Linked DNA regions of Sus scrofa: region 2 is linked to region 1. The links are chromatin contacts, called in public Hi-C maps. All regions are on one chromosome and are shown on one strand. The core of a region is the stretch at or near the end of the contact, and the rest is flanking DNA. Distances in the headings are between cores, read along the strand shown. Region 1 overlaps WWP1 (NEDD4-like E3 ubiquitin-protein ligase WWP1). Region 2 has its middle 110 kb from the start of ATP6V0D2.

Region 1 (6,655 bases), core at 2,263-4,762:
AGTATTTTAGGTCAGGCATTTTTAAGCTAGAAAATCTCTATATGTTCTGTCCTCCATTTTTTTATTAATATGATTACCAAGGCCCAGAGAAATGTAGATGCCCTGTCTTACTCAGCCATTTAGTGAGTGAGACTGTTACCTAGAGCAGTGTTTTCTAAGCTGGTGACTCTTATTAGAGGAGTATTTCTTATGTGAAGTTGTATACTTTTTTCATCTTGATGATAATTTCATCAAAATTTCTTTTCTTTCTTTCTTTCTTTCTTTCTTTCTTTCTTTCCTTCTTTCCTTCTTCCTTCCTTCTTTCCTTCCTTCCTTCCTTCCTTCCTTCCTTCCTTCTGCACCCAGGGCATATGGATATTCCTGGGCTGGGGCTTGAACCCTTGCCTCCACAGAGACAATGCTGAATCCTTAATCCACTGTGCCACAGCGGGAGCTCCAAAAGTAAATTTTAAATTTCATTTAAAAGAGCACTGAAAAACTAAATTAGCCTATTTGGTTTTAAGCCTGTGTTTACTCAGTTGTTTTTGAGATTCAAATCATTGATAATAATTATTCATATGTAATAATCTTAATAGTATTAAACATTCCCCTGTGATAGGCTTTTAGGAGGGTGTATTGGATACAGTAGTCATTGGCCAGGATTTGTCCTGTACTGGTGGAATTTACAAGTTTAGAATGTAGTGAGAAAAATAAAGCTATTTTGAAGAACACAAGAGTTTGATATCAGAGTTTCTGGGAAAAGAAAAGACAGCTATAGCTTATTGAGTGTTTCCAGTGTGTTGTCAGGCACCATGCAAAGTGCTTTTGGTACTTTTTCTCAGTGTCAGCCATTTATTTTCGAATTTTGCTTTCAGTTTTGCATATGCACACAAATACGTATTTGTGGAAGTTCTGAAACATTTCTGTGGACACTACAAGTGGTTTGACTCTTATGGGTCTGGTAGGATTTTGTGGCTTGGTCTTGGTGTTATACCACCATTTATAACATTTCTGATGGGAAAATTTATACTGTCTTCTAAGCTGTCATCTTTCCTTCAGACTTTTAGAATCTGATTAATGTATAGTTTGGGAATTAGCTTATGACTTCTAAATGATTTTGAATATTTAGTTAGGGACCGAAAGTGTCCAAGTTTAATGTGTTTTTTTTCTGTTGTTCATATACTTTTGGACATTTGAGTATTTAATAAGACAAATTAATATTTTGAGTAACATATCCTTTACCTTTGTTTTGGACATTTTTGTATTGAGCCATTATTGTGGGCTGTGGAGAAAAAAATCACATTGAAAGGTGGACTTGTACCTGATGCTCAGAATTATCAGAGCGAAGATAGGAAAGGGTAGTGGTTTATCATCCCCACCTGTGTAGGATTTTCTATATAATATTTTAAATTTTCAGTTCTGTGCTATTTAAGTACTCTATTTTTATTTATTTTATTTTATTTGTCTTTTTGTCTTTTTAGGGGTGCACCTGCAGCATATGGAGGTTCCCAGACTAGGGGGGTCTAACCAGAGCTACAGCTGCTGGCCTACACCACAGTCACAGCAAGGCTGGATCTGAGCCGCGTCTGCAACCTACACCACAGCTCGTGGCAATGCTGGATCCTTAACCCACTGAACAAGGCCAAGGATTGAACCTGCAACCTCATGGTTCCTAGTCGGATTTGTTTCCTCTGTGCCACGACGGGAACTCCAAAGTACTCTTTTTTAAAATCTAAACATTCTAACTAGTCTATAGGTTAAATGTATTAATTGTTAATCTTCATTTAACACATTTTTTGTGTGTATAGTAAGGGCTGAGCACTGAGCTAGGGGCTGGAATTATAAAGATGAGTAGTAATAAAGAAATTTATGGTGTAGTGGAAAAGATAAAGAAAAACTTGGTTATAGCTGTGTATGCTTGAACTGAATCTTGAGGGATAGTTAGAAATTAGATAGATGGGCGTGGGAATAACATGTAGGTTGTCACTGGTGCACACATGTGTCTGTGGGAGTCCATCGTCGTCATCCCCCCCCCCCCGCCCCCTCCCGGTGCAGCCAGGTTAAGGAAAACTGGTAGTGGATTGGAAATATTTGTCATTGGTGAGCTTTGGGCAAAGAGCTTTTCTGGAGAATAACAATTATTTTACTTTTTCTGGCATAATTTTAATGAACGAAGATGTCAAGAGAGAATGAATTTGAATGACAAATTTGATGGTAGCTAGGGTATGCCTTTTTCTTTTCTGTAACCTATGCTCTAAACAGCCAGCTCTAACGTGTTTTTGCTTCTAAACCTGAACTATAAAAAATGTGTTGAGGAAAAAAAAAAACAAAACCATACATCTGTGAGGATTGGTGCAGCTTCTCACCTGGGCCCAAGTCTCTGCCCTACCTGCCTCAAATTCCTTACCTACCACATCCCTGCTGAAAGAGGGAGATTTATCTGTGTTTACTGACCATTGTATTCCCAGTGCCTCAAAGAGTACCTCCTCCACTGAGGGAATTGGCAGGTAAAATTCCCTTCACTTTCTTTCCGGACAGTTCAGAGATATCTGCATTCTCATCCACTCTTTTCTCTTTCTAGTCTCAGTGTACGAGTAATTGTCTCTTGCCCTCTGTGTTAAACTTCAACCAATCTCCTGTCTTCTCAGAGGTCTTGTCTTAGTAATCATTGTCCCTTCTGTTAATGTCAGCTTCTTCCTTCCTGAAAGCATGTTCTATTCTCTTCTGTCTTCAAAAACAAACCTAGGTACATCTCCCTTTATGCCTCTATCTCTTTTCCTTCACAGTCAAACATCTGAATCGAGGTTTCTGGCTGTTTATTTATCTTTGAAGCCACTGCCCTCTGGTCCTGCCACTCCATTAAAAATGTTCTTGTTAAAGGCCTGGTAACATGCATGCGGTCCAGTAAACAGTTTTCTCTTTTTATTGATCTTACTGGGGCACTTGGTGAGGTTAGTTAATCCTGTTCTCCTTGAAATTCTTTCTTCAAGTTTTCTTTTGGTTTTCTTCAACCCTGTGCATATAGTCCTTGTCTGCTATTCAGCCTTTCAGGATTGGTGTTCCCTGGCTGCTATCTGACCTTCTGCTAATTGTAGGCTGTATACCTCTCCTGGGTGATTGCATGTACATCCACAGAGCACCTGTCACAGCAGGTGGCTCAGTTCATTCTTAAGCTCTGCTTATGGGATGTTGTGCATACCTTTACCTCCAGCATCTGTCTCTTGACTGAGTTCTGTCTCAGTCCGTCGGTAAATGTTTGGGGAGGGTGAGCCTTGCCTCATTCAGGCTATAGCCTGGATTCTGGGAATAGAATAAGACAGAGTCCCTGTACTTGGAGGTAAGGGGTGGGGTGGGGTTGGAGATGGAAGTAAGAGGATCAAATAAATAAATATTAAAAATTGGGAATTATTAGGAAAGGTAAAAAGGGTGAGGTGGTAGTTGAAGGAGTGAGGCTTTTGCTATGTCTAGGCTGACAGGAGATTCTTTCTGAATGGATCACATTTGAGTTGAGCCCTAAGACTGAGAAGGTAGCCAGGAAGTATCAGATGAAGCAGTAAGCACAGAGGCACAGAGGTCCTTCTGCAGTGCAAGTTGAGCAGGTTGGGGTGGCAGGAATGCCTGTGAGAGAGAAAAGGGAGAGGAGAGAAGTAGGAGAGGTAGGGGCTGCAGATCACATGGGGACATGAGTTTAGATCGATTATAATTAAAATGAGAGAACATTGGAGTGCAAAACAGAGTTATTGGGATGCATCCTGTTTTGGAAAGCTCACTGGACACTGGATGAGGGTGGATGTGGTATTGGGAGTAAGAGTTGGGCTGGGGGGCAGGGCTACCATGTGTTTGTGGTTTAGATGAGAAATCACGAAGCTTGGGGGGTTCCTGTTGTGACTCAGTAGTTAATGAATCCTGCTAGGAACCATGAGGTTTTGGGTTTGATCCCTGGCCTAGCTCAGATCCCACGTTGCTGTGGCTCTGGCATAGGCCAGCGGCTACAGCTTTGATTAGACCCCTAGCCTGGGAAGCTCCATATGCTGCGGGTGCGGCCCTAGAAAAGACAAAAGAAAAAGAAAAAAAGAAATTATGAAGCTTGGAAAAGAGAGTATGTTGGAGATGGTAAAAAGTAACCTCCCTTTCATTTATTCCTGAATCTGATAATCCGCCAGTTATCATAGATTCTGGTATCTCTGCTTCTTTCTCTATTTCAGGCTATTTCTAGTCTAGCCCACTTTCGCGTTACTCTCATAACAACACTGTTAGAGCAGTTTTTCCAAAACAAGTGTGTTCCTTCCCTGCTGAAAATGCACCGTCTCTCCGGCTTTCTTAATGGGTGCAGTTTTTTTTTCTCTTCTACCTTACGATTTCATCTCTTGCAACTCTTTCTCCACACAACTCTTTGAGCAAAACTACTTGTGTATTTGCTGCCCATATTGGTGGTCTCAATTCTCTGAATGCAGAAGGTCTCCACAGTACTTCATTCCTCTCAGTAGGCATCCTCACAATTCTTGTTACCATTCTCTCACAAGCCTTTCCTGACACCTCTTCACCTGTCTCACAAAATCTAATTTAGACGCTTCTCTTCTGTGCTTCTGTAGTATTCTCTGCACATCCCTGTCTGTGAGCTTGAAGTGGCTGATTTCCTTGTCTGTTTGCACTGCTAAATTATAAACTCACTGAGGGCAAAGAACGTATCTTAGATAATTTCGTAATCCTAGCGTTTTAGAAACATGCCTAGTGTATGTACATATATACACTAGGTGATTTAATTCAGAAAAAGTGTTAAAAGAAGTGCCTGATAGTCTAGTTGTTTATTGATCAGCTCTTCTTTGCCCCATAGTAAGTTAATTTTCTTTTACTGGAAGATTAGAGGCTTGAGGATTTCATAGGGAGAACATGGAGACCCAGTCACTGTTTTTTTTTTTTTTTTTTTTAATATTTTATTTATTTATTTATTTATTTATTTTTTTTTGTCTTTTGTCTTTGTTGTTGTTGTTGTTGTTATTGTTGCTATTTCTTGGGCCGCTCCTGCGGCATATGGAGGTTCCCAGGCTAGGGGTTGAATCGGAGCTGTAGCCACCGGCCTACGCCAGAGCCACAGCAACGCGGGATCCGAGCCGCGTCTGCAACCTACACCACAGCTCACGGCAACGCCGGATCATTAACCCACTGAGCAAGGGCAGGGACCGAACCCGCAACCTCATGGTTCCTAGTCGGATTCGTTAACCACTGCGCCATGACGGGAACTCCACCAGTCACTGTTTTTTAAGTGAAATCTTGTCTGACAGTGTAGGGGGTCCAAGAGGGAGTGGGTATGAAGCGGCAAATATTTGATCATGGAAGAGAATGGGAAATATGTCAGTAGAGTGATAGGGGGACGGCAACCAGATTCCACAGGTGGAACTGTGAGTGGGGGGTGACAAAGAAGTTAATTGGTCAAGGCATTTTTTTTTTCTTTTTTTTAAATTGTTCTTGTTTTGTCTTTTTTAAAAAATAATACACAGTCTGTAAAAAAGAAGATGGTATAAATGAGGGGAGGGTGTGTATCTTAGGAGGTGAAAGTTGTGAAGGTACTTGGTCACTTGGGAAAGTAGGAGGGGGTACTTCATTTTTAAAGATTTAATACTAGGTCAGGATTATGTGTAGTCTATTTTTATAAGACTCTCCATCAGAAATTATTTAAAATAAAGTAGGTGGCGTGAGTGTCTCAAAAGGCCTAAGCGTTACATTTTAGAAAGAACCCCAGGAGTTCCCTGGTGGCCTAGGGGTTAAGGAGTCACCATTGTTCCTGCTGTGCTTAAGTTTGATCCCTGGCCCAGGAACCTCTGCATGGCAGGGGCACAACCAAAAAATAAAAAAATAAAAATGAACCTCAGTATTGAGAAAAATTAACTGATAACATTACAATAAATATAGCAAGGCTATATGTATTTTTCTATAAATGGTTTACTTTTCATTGTCTCATATTTAATATTGTTTTTTGTTATATGCTTAATAATTTAGCATTTATATAGTACTTTGTAATTCACAAAGTGCTTATATAATATTAACCTCTCCTAAGATATCTGTTGTTTAGAGAGAGGTTAAGTTACTAGTTCAAGGTCATGTCGATTTATTTATTAAGCATTTGTGTACCAGATAGTTTTCTTAGCAGTTTGTCAATATTAACTCATTCATTTATTCTCCTAATAACCCTCCAGTGTAAGTACTGTTATCTTTCTTATTTTATAGATAGGAAAACTGAGGCACTCTAGGGTAAAGGAGCTTGCTAGTGGTGGAACCAGGATCTGAACCTAGGCAGTCTGGCTACAGAATTTACTCTCTTAACCACTATTATGTTGCCTCTTAGTAAACGTGAGAGCAGAAAATCAAATCCAAATTCAAACTAGACCCTGGTAGATTGTGTTGTTGGAAAAGAAGAGGTAAAAAAAAATTGGAAGATGAGAGAAAACAGAACCAAAAGGCTTGGGGGAAATTAATATATTTACCTCCTCTGGTTGAAAATATGAAATTGGGTGGAGATAGCAGGAGTTGGATATTAATACTGACTTAGGATATTTGGCATTTTGAAGATAAATACATTTTCCTCATTAAAAGCACTTCCTGTGTTCTCCCATAAAGTGGCATGTATTGTGCACTAAAAAGAAGTTTGGATTCACTGAAAGTACAGAAAGATGGAGGA
Region 2 (6,655 bases), core at 2,221-4,720, 370 kb before region 1:
TAAATATTAGTCCTAATCTTTCCTAGTGTCTACTAGCACAGAGCCTTGGAAAATAATAGATGCTAAATAAATGTTTTGCAAATGGATAAATAAAGGGATAGGAGCATTAATGCCACAAACCACCATCCCACCAAAGTTCAGTTCTCCCAGGATTGTCTGACTACAGCTCTTTATTTTTATTTATTTATTTTCAGCCATGTTAATGGCATGCACAAGTTGCTAGTCCAGAGATAAAACTTACACCACAGCAGTGACACAAGCCACAGCAATGCCAGATCCTTAACCACTAGGCCAACAGGGAACTCCTATATCAATCTTTAAACCTCTTTTGGACTCAGCGGCCTTGCACAATGCAGAAAAAGGGGCAAAATGTACTGTGACTGCAAGTATATTACCTAGAGTCCCCTGAAACTATTGGCAATAGATTCAGTTAGCCCAGGGCATTGTGATAATCCCTACAACCTTGGTTTTTTGTTTGTTTGTTTGTTTTGTCTTTTTGCCATTTCTAGGGCCGCTCCTGCAGCATATGGAGATTCCCAGGCTAGGGGTCCAATCGAAGCTGTTGCCACCTGCTATGCCAGAGCCACAGCAATGCAGGATCTGAGCCAAGTCTGCAACCTACACCACAGCTCACGGCAACACTGGATCCTTAACCCACTGAACAAGTCCAGGGATTGAACCCGCAACCACATGGTTCCTAGTTGGATTCGTTAACCACTGAGCTATGGGAACCTCAACCTTGGTTATTTTTAAGAACATAATCTCACTAATAAACATAGAAAGCATGTCCATGAGGCTTGTGGTTCCAGAAAACAGGTTGATTGTCTTAGTGCTTTCTGTATAGCCATGCCTAATTTAGATATAGGAGTAATTGACTTGTAAGAGGCTTCTAATAGTTATTTTATGTTAAAATAGGTTTCTTTTGAAAATATTTTTTATCTTCCCATTCTGTTATTTTGAAGAAGCATTTTTAAAAATAAGAATATAGAAAGGTATAAAAATTATCAACATTTATGAAAAGATAGTCTTTCCTACAAAATAAGTTTGAAAAGTAAAGCTTAACCCTCATTTCTGCCCATTCATTATCAACAAAGCATCAAATATTTATTGACTCCTCAAATGGGCTGTTGTTATTTGACAAGCCACTAGCATGCATGCTCCTTTCTTAAGAGATGCATGTAGCCTTGCTGGGTCAGGAAATCCAGAGACTTCCCTCCATCAGACCCTTCTCAGGGTCCAGGCATAGTCAAGGGTGAGCATGCAGCCTAAGCTTGTCAGATCGCTCTCTAGCAGGCATTTTTGTTTGTTTGTTTTATTTTATGGCTGCACCTCCAGCATATGCAAATTCCCAGGCCAGGGATGAACTCCAAGCTGCAGCTGCAACCTACGCCGCAGCTGTGGCAACACTAGTTCCTTAACCCACTGCACCAGGCCAGGGATAAAACCTGTGCCTCTGTAGCAACCCAAGCTGCTGCAGTCAGATTCTTGACCCACTGTGCCACATCAGGAACTCCACTATGAAGGCATTTTTGATTTGTGGGCAGAGTGACACATACATAGACAAGCAGACAGAGTTGATTGATTGCAGTAGCTGGGCATGTGGGAGATTCTCGAATGCTTCCTGCTGCGGAGATCTCCTAGACCTCACTATGTGTCCTGAACTTGGATCCCCCCACTCCCCTCAAGCTTTCAAGCTCTTAACTCATATTTTCAATAAATATAATTCAAGCTGAAGTTAAACAAAGTATCTGCTATTTGCACTGAAGAACTGAAACTACATTTGGTAGAAGGTATTGGAATCACAAATAAGTGTATAGAAGTGTTCTTGCCCTCAGTGACTAGACAACCTAGTTGAAGAGAGAAAGAACATAAATGAGACTCCAAGCAAGAGGCAGAAAATGAGCATGAGTGTGATGGGAACAGAAGGAGAGAATCTGGGTGAATTTGGAGTCATGTTTGGGGTAAAGAATCATCCTTGTTACCATCCTCACCCTTAAACTTTGCTCAATTATTTGTTAGCCTTGAGTGCCCAGTGCCTAGGGGATGGCCCTGGTCCTACAATGGCTTCCCCTTATTTTGTCACCATTCCTGAAGTTTCACCACTTATTCCTCTGCATCTTAACAGATTCTTGTAGTTTCCTAAATCCAATACCACAAAACATCCTGGGTAAAGTATTGTGCCATATATGTTAGAGAAAGTCTATTTATAGACAGCTGAGAAAAAGTTATGGAAATCAAATGTGTCAGAAGTGTTTAAAAGTTCAATATCCAAAGTGGAGTTAAGAAACTTTATAATCCATCAAAAAAAAGAAACTTTATAATCCAACTTGGTATATTTAACAGTTTTGCCTATATTTGAAATTATTATCATAGAAACTCTTCTATACAGCAAAATGCTATTTGTAAAGTTTACTAAAATCTAAAATAAAACTCTGATAACTCTCGTGAGCAATAAGAAACTATTTTTCTTCATTTGTGCTTGTCTTTTGAAATAATAAATTAAGAAATACCTTCTGTGTTGCTTTAACTCTCAAATGATTTTTATCATTACTATTATTATTTTTTTTTTAGGATGCTCAGAAGAGCAACCATTTTGTAAGCACCTGTGGCCCTTGTTACCAAGGTAGAATTGCACTAGTTTTAGAAGTGCATTTGGATATAGGTGCTGCAGTGTGAGGTTCACTATGCTTTTGAAATACTGGAGTGAATTGGCTGATCAGCAAACCTATGAAAGGTGATCTGCTCAGCTGAGTGCTTAGCCAGAAGATTGTTTCCTTTGGCAGACAACCTAGAGAGGCTATTTGCTTTATCCATGAAATATATATTTAGTATAAATAGTAAGCATTGACTTTATATCCCTGAGTGGATGAAAAATGATCTATTTACTCTGAGAATATCAAACCAGCAATCTTACAGATCTCAATAAAAAGGGGGAGAATTTGAGGGACTCCAAGACCAACAAGCTCAGAGAATGTGTCACTGAACTCTCTCCTATGTCATCCCCCCCCCCCTCAGTTCTAATATACTCCCAAATGTGCCTTAGATAGCTGCCTTCTCACAAAAGCAAGATTGTGCCCCTTCTCCCATTTCAGGAGCCTGATTTCATCAACCCTCACCAGCATCCACTCTCCCTCCTATGGTAGAGCCTAGACAAGCCGCCCCCCCCACCCCTGCTGTGCCCTCAACATGGAGACTCTCCCCACCCCCCAAACCCTGATATTCTTTGGCTTCTGGGCAGTTACTCATTGATTTCTTTATGGTTTGCTTTGCTCTCTTCCCAGAAGAGTTATCAAAAAAAAAAAAAAAAAAAAAAAAAAAAGTGAGGCAATACCTCCAAATATCTTAAAAATATACTAATAGTTTAGGTAGTTGCTTTATCTCAAGATAATTTAAATTAATTTCTGTGATGCAGCCTTGCCTGACCTCAGGGAGTTAAGGTCCACAGGCAGGATTAGAGAAGAGACAGGCAGGGAGAGATTAGATGTACTCTGGGACAAAAATAAGCAAAGGAAACAGGGCTATGCTTTCAGGCATGGATTAATTTAATTTTCTGGGGGGAGAAAGAGATTGTTCAGGGCTTAAATCCATGTGGGTGTCTTAGATGCTGATGAAATTTGACATTTTAAGTTGCTTTTTCCTTTTTCGACAGATAGATAAAGATAAGCAGAAAAATGACTCCTTATTCCTTCCAAGAAGGAAAGACTATAGGGTTTTATTTTAATAATTCAAATCTTATTTCCATAAAATACCCTTTGCATAGACTATACCTTTTAAGCTTGTTGCTAAAAAGGCTGATACTTGGTGTGAGTTCAGTTCAGGAACTCAATAATTAATCCCTAGGAGACAACAGGATTTAAACCACTGGATGTTTACTGGAGACATCGCTAATAAAAAAAAAAAAAATTCTGAGCAGCCCAATTTTATGATTTACACATGAAATGAGAGAATGCTCAATTGGCAGGAAATATTGAAATACTGAATAATTGAAATGAGGATTTGCTTATGAATAAGGCGAACTCCAGCACCTGTGAGGGGCTGGGGAAATGGCAGAGGGCTTCCTCCCCCAGACACCTCAGAGTCCTGTTGGCAAGCTGGCTCCAGGGAAGAGCACTGGGGAGGGACGTGTCAGCCTAAGGTCCTCTCCTGGACCATCTCTGACCAGCTATGACTTTCATCACAGGAACCAGCTGCATTTCCAGAGGTGCAGGGGAAGGAGGGTGGGAGTGTGAGAAGCCAGAGGGGCTGGTGTGGTTAAAGGGCTTTGAAATCCAAACACATTAAAACTAAGTTGTATTGTAACCGAGCTAGTGCCCTGTGGAGCTCCTAGGCACATAAGCTTTCTTGTCCTCCATTACTTGTTTTTAGGGAATGAGCCTCAGCCTCCCTGACCTTCCTTGAGTCACAAAGGGCAGTTGCTAATCAGGGAAGGGAGGGGATGCAGAGACCAGGGAGCAGCAGTGCAGCCCTGGGGCAGGGTCCTGGTTCCTCCTCTAGGAATGTACATAACAATATCTTTGAGCTTTTCTGTAGAAATAAAACCCCCAACAAACGGAAGATCTACTTGAAGAAGCATTCTTCATTCCGGGAAGGAGGACCACTGGAACCTGTCCTGGGGCCACTGAACACCAGCTTTGAGAAACAGCGCAAGCTAGCCTCTGCCCTAAACTTTATCTGTGGCCCTGATCCTTATTCCACTCTCCAAACTATAAAACCACCTCCTGACCCCTTCCAAAGGGGAGCACAGGCTTTAAGATTAGCCTGCTGTGGCCCCCTTTGCCTGGAAAAGCAATAAAGCTATCTTTTTCTCCTTTACCCAAAACTCTATCTCCATGCTTCAATTCAGCACCAGCACACAGAGGCCGAATTTTGGTAATAGTATCACCATGACCCCAGACACCTTAAAAGAAGGTTCCCTATCTTAAAGGAACTCAGCATCTTTAAACAAGTTCCTAAGTAGACAAAAAACGATGGTTAGCAAACTCTTTTTTCCCTTCATGGCTAAATTAGAAATGGCTAAATTAAGCAACTCAGAGAAGTAGTACAAAGAGAAGGAAAGTGAAGGACAAATCACAAGGATTTACTAATTTAGCCACAGGGGCCAAGCCTAATGCCCTAATTTAAATAATAATGTCTGTTTTGCCATGAAACTTTCAGTCAGAAACACTATTGGCTACTCAAATAAAGCTTCCTGATACTTCTGAGGGGATGGAACTGACAGCTGGATACACTCCGCTTCTCCAAGACCCTTCACACACACCCCCATCCAGCACTTCCCAGCACTGTGGCTTTATAGGCAGCAGAGTAGAAGAGGCAGCTCACACCAGTGGTCTTTAAGTCACTTTACTTCTCACCTTATAGCTCTGTATCCTACAAGGAGAGGTAGTAACTACTCTCAAAGATGACTCTATAAGCAGATAAGGCGTGTGTGTTTATGTGTGGGGGAGTGTCCTTGGAGAATGAACCAGGCATGGCTTTCTTGACATGAGAAGCCATTTTTAGTCTAAGCCATTTTGTGATCTAAGCCCAGCCACAATGCTTGTCCTTGAACTTGTCTCAGTAATTAATGACCTTGAAGGAACAGAAGAATGCAGAAACAAAACACTGTTATCAGGTAAGAGAAGTAACAGTAGTAAAAATAAGATATCAGCTGTAAACACTCCCCCAGTTCTATGACCAGATTGCTTGTAACATAAGGGATGATGATGTTGACCCTTTCTGACCCTTGTGACTTAATACTTGAATTCTGTTGACAGCTTAAACCCCTTCATGAATGTATATGTACCCTTAGCTTAAATTTTGTTGTTGGGGAGACACTGCTTTGGGAAAAATCCCTGGTATTCTTTTTACTTGCTGAAAGTAATAAATCCTTCATTCTCCCACTTTGGCTTGGTTGTGTCTTTTAGCTCAAAACCCACTGAAAGACGAACTCAGTTTTAAGGTAACAACTTTACAGGTAGATAGAGTAGGGGGCCATCTGTTTTGGTTCAAGGAATGCAGATTCAGATCCTTACTCCATCAGGTTTTGTTCATTTGCTTGTTTTTTAATAGCTTTATGGAAGTATAATTTTTATATGGTAAACTGTACATATCTGAAATGCACACTTTGGGAGTTCTCATTGTGGCTCAGTGGTAATGAACCTGGCTAGTATCCATAAGGACCAGGGCTCAATCCCTGGCCTAGATTAGTGGATTAAGGATCCGGCATTGCCATGGTGTAGTCGCATATGCAGCTTGGATCTCAGGTTGCTGGGGCTGTGGTGTAGCATGGCAGCTGCAGCTCCAATTTGGCCCCTAGCCTGAGAACTTCCATATGCCATGGGTGTGGCTCTAAAAAGCAATAAATAAATAAGTAAAACGCACTTTGATATGGTTTGGCCTATTTGTACCATCATGACATCATAATCACAATCAAGATAGCAAACTTATACATTACCCCCCAAAGTCTTCATCTGCTCCTCATGTCCCTTCCCAACCCTCTCCAATTTAGTTTGCATTTTCTAAAGTCTTACATATACAGTATCATATGATATATACTGTATATGGTCTAACTATTTTCATTCAGCATAATTTTTTATTCATCCATATTGTTACATTGTATCAATTGTTCATCCCTTTTTATTACTCAAACAAGTTTTCTTATACAACCTCTTAGAAA

The links. A called contact is a pair of places that touch in the nucleus more often than the background predicts.
Region 2: a Hi-C map of skeletal muscle shows a contact between it and region 1, with 5 times the contacts expected there. The contact joins two enhancer-like sites. A contact is called at or near these places in 6 of 47 Hi-C or Micro-C datasets (embryonic fibroblasts, fetal skeletal muscle, heart right ventricle and 2 more) and 1 of 2 datasets of contacts at active chromatin or transcription factors (skeletal muscle).

Annotation. Positions count from the first base shown.
Region 1 is chr4:50,489,923-50,496,577 of Sscrofa11.1, reverse strand. All of the region lies in intron 1 of WWP1 (NEDD4-like E3 ubiquitin-protein ligase WWP1), which reads left to right. Among named protein-coding and RNA genes, the nearest start is that of WWP1, 16 kb to the left of the region's middle. Within about 2 kb of position 3,512, at least 6 of the 83 cell types and tissues checked have an H3K27ac peak or open chromatin away from gene starts, as enhancers often do. A contact at or near this core is called in skeletal muscle, where this site is marked.
Region 2 is chr4:50,859,581-50,866,235 of Sscrofa11.1, reverse strand. No RefSeq gene overlaps it. Among named protein-coding and RNA genes, the nearest start is that of ATP6V0D2, 110 kb to the right of the region's middle. Within about 2 kb of position 3,470, at least 4 of the 83 cell types and tissues checked have an H3K27ac peak or open chromatin away from gene starts, as enhancers often do. A contact at or near this core is called in skeletal muscle, where this site is marked.